Regions from separate parts of the Mus musculus genome. Here regions 2 and 3 are each linked to region 1. The links are chromatin contacts, called in public Hi-C and promoter capture Hi-C maps. All regions are on one chromosome and are shown on one strand. The core of a region is the stretch at or near the end of the contact, and the rest is flanking DNA. Distances in the headings are between cores, read along the strand shown. Region 1 holds the start of Ptgfr (prostaglandin F receptor). Region 2 has its middle 16 kb from the start of Gm25056. Region 3 holds the start of Ifi44 (interferon-induced protein 44).

Region 1 (3,696 bases), core at 705-3,204:
ATCCAGTCTTTATCAGAAGCATATACAAAGACAGCTATGCCTCCGTTGATAAGGTGGCCAAAGAAGTCTGTGATCACCAGGCCACTAGCCAAAAGCAGGAAGGAAGCCTTTGACTTCTGTCTAAATCTCTGGTAGGCCTTCATGAGAATGGCGATGGCCAGGCTGTTCGATAAGATCCCCACTGTCATGAAGATGATAGAAAAAAATACTGAAAGCCGGTTCTCCGTCTGGCAGGTTGTGTTTGCGATGAGTCCAGCTGCAGGAGACACTGGCTGCTTGGAACTGTTCATAGACATTGTTGTGGAGGTAAAAGCTGTCCCCTCAAGTCATCTCTCTGTCACAACTGTGCAGTCTCGGAGTGCAGACATCTGTAGCATACAGGACAGGAATTATAAAGACCTAATTACCAGTCAGTCATCTGACATTTAGAACCAAGTGCCTCAGCACCCTGGGATGGGGTGGATTTGCCCAGCCTATCATAAGTCAGGTTGCAGGACCCTGCCGCCAGCATGCATCTGTTCTGGTTGTCTCTCTTTCAAGATAAAGATACCGCCCAAACTGACACCATCAGTTCACTTCCCTAGAAAGAGAGAGAGAAATCTAAAAAAAAAAAAAGCCATCCTGATGTATCCTTGACATCTTGAATCATTTGAAGTCTTACTAAAGCACTAAGAAGGTTAGATTTCAAACCAATGGAGTTTTTAACGCATAGCAATCTATTGAAATAACTAATCCTTTAAAATCCTGTTCTTTTCTCTGTGGGACATTGACCCCTCCCCAAGTACTTGATCCACCTGCTGGTCATAAAGCCAAGGTCATGAAAGGGCAACAAACAGAATCAATCTCTCTCTCTCTCTCTCTCTCTCTCTCTCTCTCTCTCTCTCTCACACACACACACACACACACACACACACACACCTCACACTCAGTCACACTTTGACTCATGGAAGAGTGTTGAGGCTGTGATTTCTGATCTAGCCTTCTTTCACGGGGCAGAAATCCCTGCACCAAGATGAGGAAGGGTGCTGTCAGGTTACTGTAGCCTCCAGTGAGAAATGCTGTACTGTTTGCTGTTTGGGTTTTTTGCCCCTAATGTGTTGAGTCCTAAGTCCGTGCTAGCTTCAGGACCACACCACTGGATAATTAGATTGTTTTCCCAGAGCAGCTTTCCCGGAGGCTGGGGATTTGACAGCCCAGAGGCTTTAGGTGCCTGAAGGAAAGAGGCTGGCTGCCCCCTCGGTGTCTTACTCACATTTCTACTTTCGACAGTTGCAAAGCCCACACCCCAAGGGGCCTCAGCTTGCAACATTGCCTCTAAACCTAACCAACTTGCTGAAACTTTTTGCAATTTCTCAAACTCCGGAGAGTTCTTTTCCCTCCCACCCTGGGGGGCGCCAAAGGTCTGCGGCAGCCGGGGTAAGGACCATGTAGTGCAGCCAGCAGGGAATCTCAGGGAAAGAAAGGGGTAGCCCTGTGTGCGTGCTTCTCTCCTGAGGGTGGTGGAAATCCTTGCTACTGAGCCCCATCCTTACAGTGAAGCCCCCAAGCCCTTCTTTCCTCATAGCACACCACGAATTGGGTCCAAAATCCCTGCCAGTCTCAGCCTATAGTGCTCTCCAGCGGGACCCCTGCAGCTGTTGCCACCGGAGTTTATCAACCCTGGGTTCAGCTGGAGAATCCAGGGACCGTGGGAATCCGGCCGTGGGAATGCAGCCACGGGGTTTTTACCTCGGCATCCTGAGCCACTGAGTGGTTGTGTCCGGAGCAGAAGAGCGCTGAGCCCGGTGTTCCATGGCGCAACCAGCCCTGCGCAGCCGCAACCTCGGGTTCCACCTCTCTTTCCTCCCTAGGACACTTCTGAGCACTGGATCACCCGCAGGACCTATTGTGTCCTGAACTCCAGAGCACCTAGAGATGCTCCCAGCCTCTGCAGGGTGGAGGGCTGGGTGACCTCCGCCCCTTCCTCGTCTCTCTCCTCTCCGCCCACTTTCTCTGCCCGCACAGGGTGAGGCTGCTGCACGGTCCTCTGATGCTTTGGCCACCGAGCAGCAGAAGACAACGCTTTTAGCCACCAGGCAACTACGGAAAGTTTTGCTTTAAACTCGTTTCCAAATGAAAGAGGTCATTTCCGAAGCTTCAAGACAGAAACAAGGAAAACCAAGGCATGTTTAGAGCCTGGTGTGTGGGATTGTCGGGTACAGCTTATGGGGAATGAATTAATTCCAGGTCCAACCAAAAAGGGACGCGGAAATCTGGGTAAAGGTCTGCCAGTTTGAAAGAGAACTTCTAGCAGATATCCACAGGGAGTGAATTAGAAGTTCTGGGCAACTGCTGTAAGAGGAACAGCCTTAGGCTCCACTGTCACTGGAGTGCAAGCCGGGTAAGAGTATAAAGGGAAGTGAGAGCTGCGTTCTTAAGCACCTGCTGGCCTGGGATTCGAGACCTTTTGGGAGCTTCGAAGTCCTTGAGAGAATTTCTAGTGACATCCACAACAAAGGATATACACCTTATAGATTTTGTAAAATGTACTTTGTGTTCAAGTAAAGGCGCGCTCATTTTTCATTAAGAACTGTTATTTGAGCTTGTTAAACGTATAGTGCTGTGTGAACTTGTACAATGTGAGTTCTTTTCACTATGATTGTTTTTTAGCTAATAACATCCACACCTCTGAATATGTCATTTCCAGCGCAGCACTTGTGTGCCCCTATTACCTCGATTTCCCTTCTGGCCCTAGCAAAAGGTTGTCACTAGCTGTGTAAAGAGTTCTGGAATCTGCTTCTCCATTCCAGAGCCAGAAGGTGCTTCCAAATTCCTGAAGATCGAAAGGGCTCATAAAGTGCAAAGGCAAGATAAAATAAATTAGCCATTAACTGTAGAAAAGTCCGGCTGCACACTCTCCCCCTGTGGTGGAGACAGAGCAGTTTTAATTGATATTATCATAGCGTGTTTAAACTGTGACTTGGGTATGGTCAGAGAGGTCAATGTTTTGATTAGTTGGAAAATGCTGTGTCCCGGGATGGCCAGTATCCAAAGAACAACCCTGTCACAAGCCACACTGAAAATGTGACACGGAGTGCCACTCTTTCCTTTAATGATTAACAGTCCTTGGTTGCAGCTCAGTGTGTTGATGGTTTTCCTTGTGTTTCTCTCGTGGAAATGGCCCTCTATGGGGGGGGGGGGGGTCTTCTCTGTCATTCCCCTGTTCTCACCAAATCTTTGAAGTAGTGAATTCTAGAGCCAGATTTCGATTTGGGAATCTCTGCAGCTTGGAGACAGGGGCATCTCACACCAGTGCTGTGGAACTGGGTGGGAAGGAACCAGCCTGCTCATTCAATGTCAAATTGTAGCACTCAATAAAACCAAGGCAATTGTGATTTCTTTTCCAAAGCACTACCGGAATTGCATCATTTCTTCAATCTATTCTGCATCTGTTATTGGAATTCCCTCTTTAGAACCCCATTCCTTAACCAACACATAGTTCAGACAAACTAGACATATTAATATTAGCAGGGCAAGGTGCTCTCAAAAAGTGAACAATGAACAACTTTTAATGTTGCTCCCAGGCCTATGTGCCACCCTAATCTGACTCCCAGTTCCTAGTCCCCAAAGACAGTGCTACAAAACGGGTTAATCCACAGAAAGAAAAGCCGTCAGGCAAAAACAGAAGAGCTGAAGATGAGAGGCTGACCAGCCTTT
Region 2 (3,696 bases), core at 379-2,878, 100 kb after region 1:
TTGTGTTCCAATCCAGCGATCACCACTTTTGCCCTTCTACTTCTAGATTCAAATAGGAATGTCTTCTGAATACTAACCATGTTTTCACACAGACCTGAAACAGAGTGATTTTATGACTGTTTTTCTCTCAGCTGTGTTCGAAAATGAATAACTGTGAACACTGGGCACTGAGGTTTTTATCTCTATAATAAACCATTTCATAGCTTTGGTTGGAAAGCATTCTCACTTCTGCCCATGCCCATCTTGACTTGCTTTTATTTGGGATAAAAGAAATAATTCAACACATGTGCACGTGCTTACACACACACACACTCACACACACACACACCATTTCCACAGAAACATACAACATGCAGGTCAGCGTACAGGCTAGCAGAAATACTTGTGTCAAATTGAAAGAAGCAAGGAACTCTATAATACTGTGGTGATTAATGGAGAGTAGCATGCCACCCATAAAAACATAATGTGGGAGGCAACAAAAAGAGGCTTGCAGACCACACGCATAGGAAATGAGGGAAACATCCCATCCCCACCCCAGGATGGGGTAGCAGGTTGGGAGCTGGTAGCTTTCTACTAAAAACTAGAGACATAGCTAGAAACAAGATGGTGTGGCTAGTAAAGTATATAATCTTTCTAGGGCAACTGTCTGACATGCAATAAAAAAACAAAAGTTAACATTTTATATTATATCAGAGAACATTTTCATATCCATCCTCACTTCAAATTCTTCAAAAACCACACTGAACAGGTATGGTAATTTTCTTGAAAATAAGTTTCCCTAAGTTGCTAGGACACTAATGCTAAAACTCTGACCTAAGTATTATTAAACTAGATCCTATGTTTATGCCATTGCATTAATATAGCAGCATCCTCTTGGAATAAATACTGATAAGTGATTGCTTTCAGATTCTATTAAATCATCAGGGAAGTATCCCACTCCAGCTGTAAATAACACAAAACATTCAACCAGTTGAAGCTGGTTCAAGCATCCAATTGCATAGGATTTGAATACGTGGTGTGATGCATTTTAAAAAAAAAAAACTATTCTTTTGGCAAGGAAATTAACTCATTGTTTTCTGTGCCTCTCTATCTCTCAACCCCCAGCTGGGAATCAAACCTACAGCCTCACAGATGCTAGGTGAGCACCCTCTATCTGAGCTACAGCCCCTCTGACACTCACCCTTAGGTTTTTGCTTTTGCTTTCTTCAGTAGATCTTCCAACATTCATCTGCAATGTCTCCCTTTGGACAGGCATTAGAGTGTATCCTTCCTATGAACTGAATTTATTATCCAGATGATAAATACATTTGCTCGTCTACATTAAGTACATCCCTAAGATAATACACACCGTATGCCCATGGAATAACTCTGAGGGCATTTCTATGTTTATTCGTGGGACAGTTAAATCATTAAACAAAATATAATTTACCCTACACTAACTAACAGGTTTCTGTGCTAATTACAGATTCTTTCTAGTGACTGTCAACTTTTTAAGTCTAGAAGGAGAGGTGCTTTGTGTTTAAGATCTGTACTAGGCTAAAATAGCTTTTACAATGTAGTTGGGCAGATAGTTTATCTTCTGTGACATCTCAGAGTGCCTGAGAGAGGGAGATCAGTGGGAAGGCAGTTGAAACTAAGGACATCTGGTTTCACTGCTCCAGCTTGGGCCACAGAAGACAGCCACGCTCTGTCTCAGTACGACGCCGTCCTTCCAGTGTTCTCAGACTTTTCTCAGAACCCAACACTCTGGAACTTAAAGTCCAAACTCTAAATCCTTGTGGAGAATCCCAGGCTTCAAACAAAATGCCTAAGTACTATTCTGCTGTAGTCAAGCTGTTTCCAATCTACCGCTTTAACAAACAACATTCCTTTTATGTGGTGTTGATGAAGGGCCAGACTCTGTGCTCCTAAGCACTGTTTTTGCAATATACAAGATCAGGTTCAATAATGAGAAGGGATTTCTCTTGCTTTGTCATCAATAGGGGTACTTTGCCTTCACTTGACTTCCTAAACCTCTTCATTTTTTTATACCAGTTTGGTATTTATTCTACTCAAGACACCCCAGTATACTATAGGGAAAGAAGCAGTGAACGGAAAGCCAAGAGTCATGACCTAAACCTGCTCATGCATTGACTACAAGTGTGGAGAGGAGGAATGGGGAGACTAGAAGACAAGGAGATAGGACAAGAAGGAAAAAGGAGAAAGAGAGGGAGGGAGGGAAGAAGAACAGAAAGAAGAAAAGGGAAGGGAAACAGAACAAAAGTAGAGCTATCTCACTGAAGCTGTCTCCTGAACACATTCTGTCGTACGCACGGCCACCTGAACCCCGCTCAACGCTACTGTTCTATCCCCACTTGTGAGCTGGTGGCCATCCACTCCCAAGAATAATGAGGACCCACAGAATGTGAGCATCCTGGCTGTTGCCTTTAGCCTTTCTTTTTTTTTTTCAATTGGATGATTCATTTGTCTATTCACGTGTGCATACTACAGACCACAGAAGTTTTAAATATATTACAAAAGTTAAACAAGTGCAGTATGCATTGCTGCCATTCCTAATTAACATACATGTAGAAATTGGGAAACAACATTCTCCTGGTCATTCAACTAGAAAATGTTGGAGCAAGGTTCAAAATCAGACCTGTGACCTCAGAGCATAATCACTTTACCATTATTCTGGACTCATTCTATGTTATACATACTTTTTTTAAAAATTTTTATTAGATATTTTCTTCATTTGCATTTCAAATGCTATCCCGAAAGTCCCCTATATCCCCCCCCCCCCCCGCCCCACTCCCTTACCCACCCACTCCCGGTTCTTGGCCCTGGCGTTCCCCTGTACTGGGCATATAAAGTTTGCAATACCAAGTGGCCTCTCTTCCCAACGATGGCCGACTAGGCCATCTTCTGATACATATGCATCTAGAGACACGAGCTCTGGGGGGTACTGGTTAGTTCATATTGCTGTTCCACCTATAGGGTTGCAGACCCCTTCAGCTCCGTGGATACTTTCTCTAGCTCCTCCATTGGGGGCCCTGTGTTCCTAGCCTTTCTATAGGCTGATGTCAATAACTTTGAACTACACAATGGTATTTCTGCCACCAAAAGAGGTATAGAACTGCTGAGCTGTCATTTGGCATTGGTGTCCTATGAAAGGTCATGATCATGATACCAGTGAGCTTTTACCTGGTGTCTCTATTTGCCTAGGATGAGGCTGGCTCCTTCTCGTTCATTATTTCATCTCATCCTCGCAAGTCTGTGCTGTGTGTATCTCTATCATCTCTTTTCCAGTGACAGACACAATATTTACATCAGTTCTAAATTTTTCATCAATATTTACATCATGTCCAAATCCTCTGTCTTTCTAGTCTTGTTATAGGAACCCATCATTGGCATTAAAGCTGCCCTTTTAAAAAAAAATTACTCAGCACATCATCAGAATGTGGTGAGCTTAGTACTGATCCCCCCAACCATGCCCACATCCTAACATACAAAAGCAATGGAATGTGTGAGGAAGTGACGGGCTTAGAGACAGGAAAGTTGTTCCAGATGGTGGAGCAGAACCTGCTGATATATGAGGAGAGGCACACAAAAGAGTCAGATAAGGAAATGTGATGCAGAAAGCAGAGAAACAGTTTGGACCAAAACAAAGCCATGGCTAGTGCCTGCTGGCTTTGCACTTGGAATGGGGCCAGGAGC
Region 3 (3,696 bases), core at 671-3,170, 88 kb before region 1:
CAGTATGCAGAGATGCATAAAAATAATTTTTAAAATATGCATAAATTTTTGTCCAAGCCAGCTGTCAATAGGAACTTCTATTTAATTGATGCATTCCTGGCTCAAAAGAGAAGTCAAAAGTAGATTAAAAAAATAATAATGTCTAGTCACTCCAAGAAACTATTAGTTTAGCAATGCTATCAAATCTCTAAATAATTCTCACTATGGGGCCACATGTAGAACAACCAAGCAAATATCATTAAATTACCAAAACCATACATTATAAAGATTTCATTCAATGACCAAGACATAATTAAACTTGAAATAAATACCACATACAAAAATAAAAGCAAACTTCTGAGTTTATACAAAAGCACTCTCTGAAATAGCACCTGTGTCTGAGAGGAAAGATAAAACTATAGTTATGTTAAATCAACTGTGTAAAAACCTTACAGCAACTTTGTGATAATTGGGGCTTTATCATGGTAGGAAATAAGGAATGTTTGAAAATGGAAACAAAAACCGTAGGATCTCTTAAGAACATAAAAGAGTCAGGCAGTCTTGGACCACAGCTTTAAAGCCAGTACTTCGGAGACAAAGGCAAGAGGATCTCTGTGAATTTGAGGATAGCCTGGTCTACAGAGCAAGTTTCAGGCAGCCAGAGCTACACAGAGGAACTGGGTCTCCAAAGAAACTGAAAGCAACAATAACCAAAACAGGAGTGATTAGTCAAACCAAGAATATAAATTGTAAAACCTTAGACAGGGACAAATTAGTGATGAGTTGACTCTTAAGCTGAAATGAACTAATAACTGCCTGGGCTAACTAAGGAAAGCCAACTACTCTATGTGATCACAGAAGTGTGAGGAATCTAACACAGTCAAACTCACAAAAAACAACTAATGACCACAGGCAAAGGGGGAGGGGTCATAGTAAAGGCTGCACATGTCATGACCCAAAACGACGACATCCTAGGGAGTTTATACATAGGTAAGTAGTCCCATTTCATGATAGAATTTTAGTAATTTCTGCCAGGTCAGTTCTGTGGGTCATCTCTCCAGACTTGAGAGCCTGAGTTTAAGCATGTCCTTCCCTCAGGAATATGTCATCTAACATTGTCATATGTCACCAAGCAGGTAGTGGAGAGCTTCAGTAGGTTTATCTGAGCAAACTTACCTTCACATCGAAAAGCTTCACACTCCTGAATAGGTATGACATTATTGCGAGCAGTCAGTTGGAGCATTTTACAGATTGCTGAACTTACAATCACAGCTTTCTCATCTAATAGTATAGAGAAATCATTAGTTTTTCTTTTATGGAACAATAAATATGGTGAATCTGGTCCTTTTGCACATAGTGAAAATCCAGTCTCTTGGAGTGCAAAAATGGTGATAGAAACATCTTTTCCCTGGAAGCCCTCTTTCAGGTACATGCCAATAACACACTTTTCACTGTAAACCACTATCATGGTAGGACCTTGATTCTCACATGTGCAGAGCAAATTCTGATGAGAAAACTTCTGCACACTCGCCTTGTAAAGAAGACAAAAACGTTTTCCTCCAAAATAATTCTGCAGGCACTTTTCTTGCTGCCATGTCAAACGAGTTCTCATGGCCATACTTCAGTCTAGTGGAAAAGCCCTCTTAAAGAGCACAGTCCTCTTTAAACACGGAAGTCTAGAAAGACACACACAAAGCTCTCATTTACTCCAATTGTCTCATAGAACCCAGGAAACTAACAAACAAGAGACAAACCTGTAACAAGAAAATCTTTACAAAAATGTTCATTTAAATAATTGCTTTCAATCTTTTAAATACTCCTGTTTCCAAGCAAATAAGGTAAGTGGAAAGAAAGCTGTAGTGCATACCTGTGTGAAGAGTCTGTACCGAGGCTGGCACCGAGGAGGGCAGCTTCTGTCTCAGTGACCAAGCCTGTAGAAAATGAAGAGAAACTTTTCCTCTGTTTGCCTCATCCTGCTCGGGAAACGAAAACTGAAACTCTGTATACCTACTCACGCTGGCAGCGAGCCAACTTCAGTAGGCTTTTAAATAGCAAAGTCGGTCCAAGAGTGTGTCAGGAAATTTTAGGAAGCAGGGGCTCTCATGGGACTGGGGTTTGCTTCTTCTTCTTCTTCTTCTTCTTCTTCTTCTTCTTCTTCTTCTTCTTCTTCTTCTTCTTCTTCTTCTTCTTCTTCTTCTTCTTCTTAGGTAAATTCAACAAGTTGCTGTAGATGGACATGCAAAGCAAAATTAACTATGTATTGAATCTCTGAAATGCATCTTAAAGTCACCAGCTTCGCTTAGTCTCTGTTATCATTTTATTCCAAACTAGTGTGCATCCCTCCAGAGGCTGCTACGGCGAGCACAAGCACCCTTCTATAACACCTGGCTACAAGAAGGATGTCGCCTTTATTTCACTAAATTTGAAGGGAAACAAACATGGTCAACACAGTACACTATAGGCAATATACTCAACAAGAAGAGTACAGAGAGGGATGGGGAGTATCCTGCCTGTCAGCAGGATTGAACATCAGTGATCTTCTCTTAAAAATAAGAGTGCTGCAGGGCAGTGCTGCTGGGCAGTGGTGGCGCAAGCCTTTAATCCCAGCACTTGGGAGGCAGAGGCAGGTGGATTTCTGAGTTCGAGGCCAGCCTGGTCTACAAAGTGAGTTCCAGGACAGCCAGGGCTATACAGAGAAACCCTGTCTCAAAAAAACAAAAAAAAATGTTTTAAATAAATAAATAAATAAGAAAGAGTGCTGGAGACCCAGAGTAGCAAACACAAAGAAGTTTATTTTCTGAGCTTGAAAAGTCAGGTGTCAACTCAGGAAAAAATCAAAAATGGAATTTGATGCAGAACACTGCTTTTTATTTATTCTCCCAACTGCATTTCCCTGCCCCCAGGATGCCTCATTGGCTGAACCAATTGCATTCTCCACCCCCCCCCATGTCTCATTGGCTGAATCCAACTGCATTCTCCTCCCCCCCCATGTCTCATTGGCTGAATCCAACTGCATTCTCCTCCCCCCCCCACCATGTCTCATTGGCTGAATCCAACTGCATTCTCCTCCCCGCCCCATGTCTCATTGGCTGAATTCTTCAGGAAGAAGTCCTCCCACTCATCCAGCATAGTCCTTACCCCAAACCACCATCCCCCAGAGGCTCAAGATCCCCCAACCTGTCCTTATATGTTGGCTCAACTATATATTTCACCCCTAAGATGAACTGAAACTGGCTAGGGAAGGCAGGAGTCCAGTGCCTCCTGCTTACCTATGATTCCCTGAGGAGTTTTAGATGAACCTCACACTGATCATGTTTTACTTCTTCCACAGGTCATCGAAGGAGATGAATGGAACAATTGGAGGATGCTAGAGGCAAATGCAGTGGAAAGTGAATAGATTCAGGGTCTATTCAAGCATAGAAGAACACCGAAAGAAATAACTAGTGGGACAGATGAGGGTTAGCTGGGGTAGGAGAGGGGGTGGAAAAAGGGATTGTTTTTACTTGAGCACGGAGAGACTATTGATTATTGACATGAGACTATTAGAAAAGTTCTCGAAGAGGACCATGTATTCTGTCTTCCATTGGAATCTGTAAGTAAAAGGGTAAGTGGTTACTGTATGAGGTTGAAGACTACAGAATGAGGGTAACCTGAGAGCTGTCAGCATGCACATAATGACACAGAAAGTGAAGGGCAAATTCTAAGTGCAGTTCTATA

What was found. Hi-C and Micro-C count contacts between places; a contact is called where the count stands out from the background. Capture Hi-C pulls out chosen DNA fragments and counts their contacts.
Region 2: a Hi-C map of uterus shows a contact between it and region 1, with 2.9 times the contacts expected there. The contact joins the enhancer-like site here to the promoter of Ptgfr in region 1. A contact is called at or near these places in 3 of 39 promoter capture datasets (the 3T3-L1 cell line, 3T3-L1-derived adipocytes and liver), 1 of 15 datasets of contacts at CTCF or cohesin (the NIH/3T3 cell line), 4 of 484 Hi-C or Micro-C datasets (all in uterus), 3 of 115 datasets of contacts at active chromatin or transcription factors (the NIH/3T3 cell line, astrocytes and heart atrium) and 3 of 9 other capture datasets (adipose tissue, liver and pancreatic islet).
Region 3: a contact with region 1 is called in a promoter capture Hi-C map of adipose tissue. The contact joins the promoter of Ifi44 here to the promoter of Ptgfr in region 1. A contact is called at or near these places in 1 of 39 promoter capture datasets (neural stem cells), 1 of 115 datasets of contacts at active chromatin or transcription factors (embryonic fibroblasts) and 2 of 9 other capture datasets (adipose tissue and pancreatic islet).

Annotation. Positions count from the first base shown.
Region 1 is chr3:151,835,574-151,839,269 of GRCm38.p6, forward strand. Ptgfr (prostaglandin F receptor) reads right to left here and starts at 1,955. Exons shown (of 3, transcript NM_008966.3): 1 at 1,729-1,955; 2 at 1-368. The coding sequence starts at 296.
Region 2 is chr3:151,940,158-151,943,853 of GRCm38.p6, forward strand. No RefSeq gene overlaps it. Among named protein-coding and RNA genes, the nearest start is that of Gm25056, 16 kb to the left of the region's middle. Within about 2 kb of position 1,629, at least 2 of the 459 cell types and tissues checked have an H3K27ac peak or open chromatin away from gene starts, as enhancers often do. A contact at or near this core is called in uterus, where this site is marked.
Region 3 is chr3:151,747,990-151,751,685 of GRCm38.p6, forward strand. Ifi44 (interferon-induced protein 44) reads right to left here and starts at 1,921. Exons shown (of 8, transcript NM_133871.3): 1 at 1,847-1,921; 2 at 1,156-1,655. The coding sequence starts at 1,597.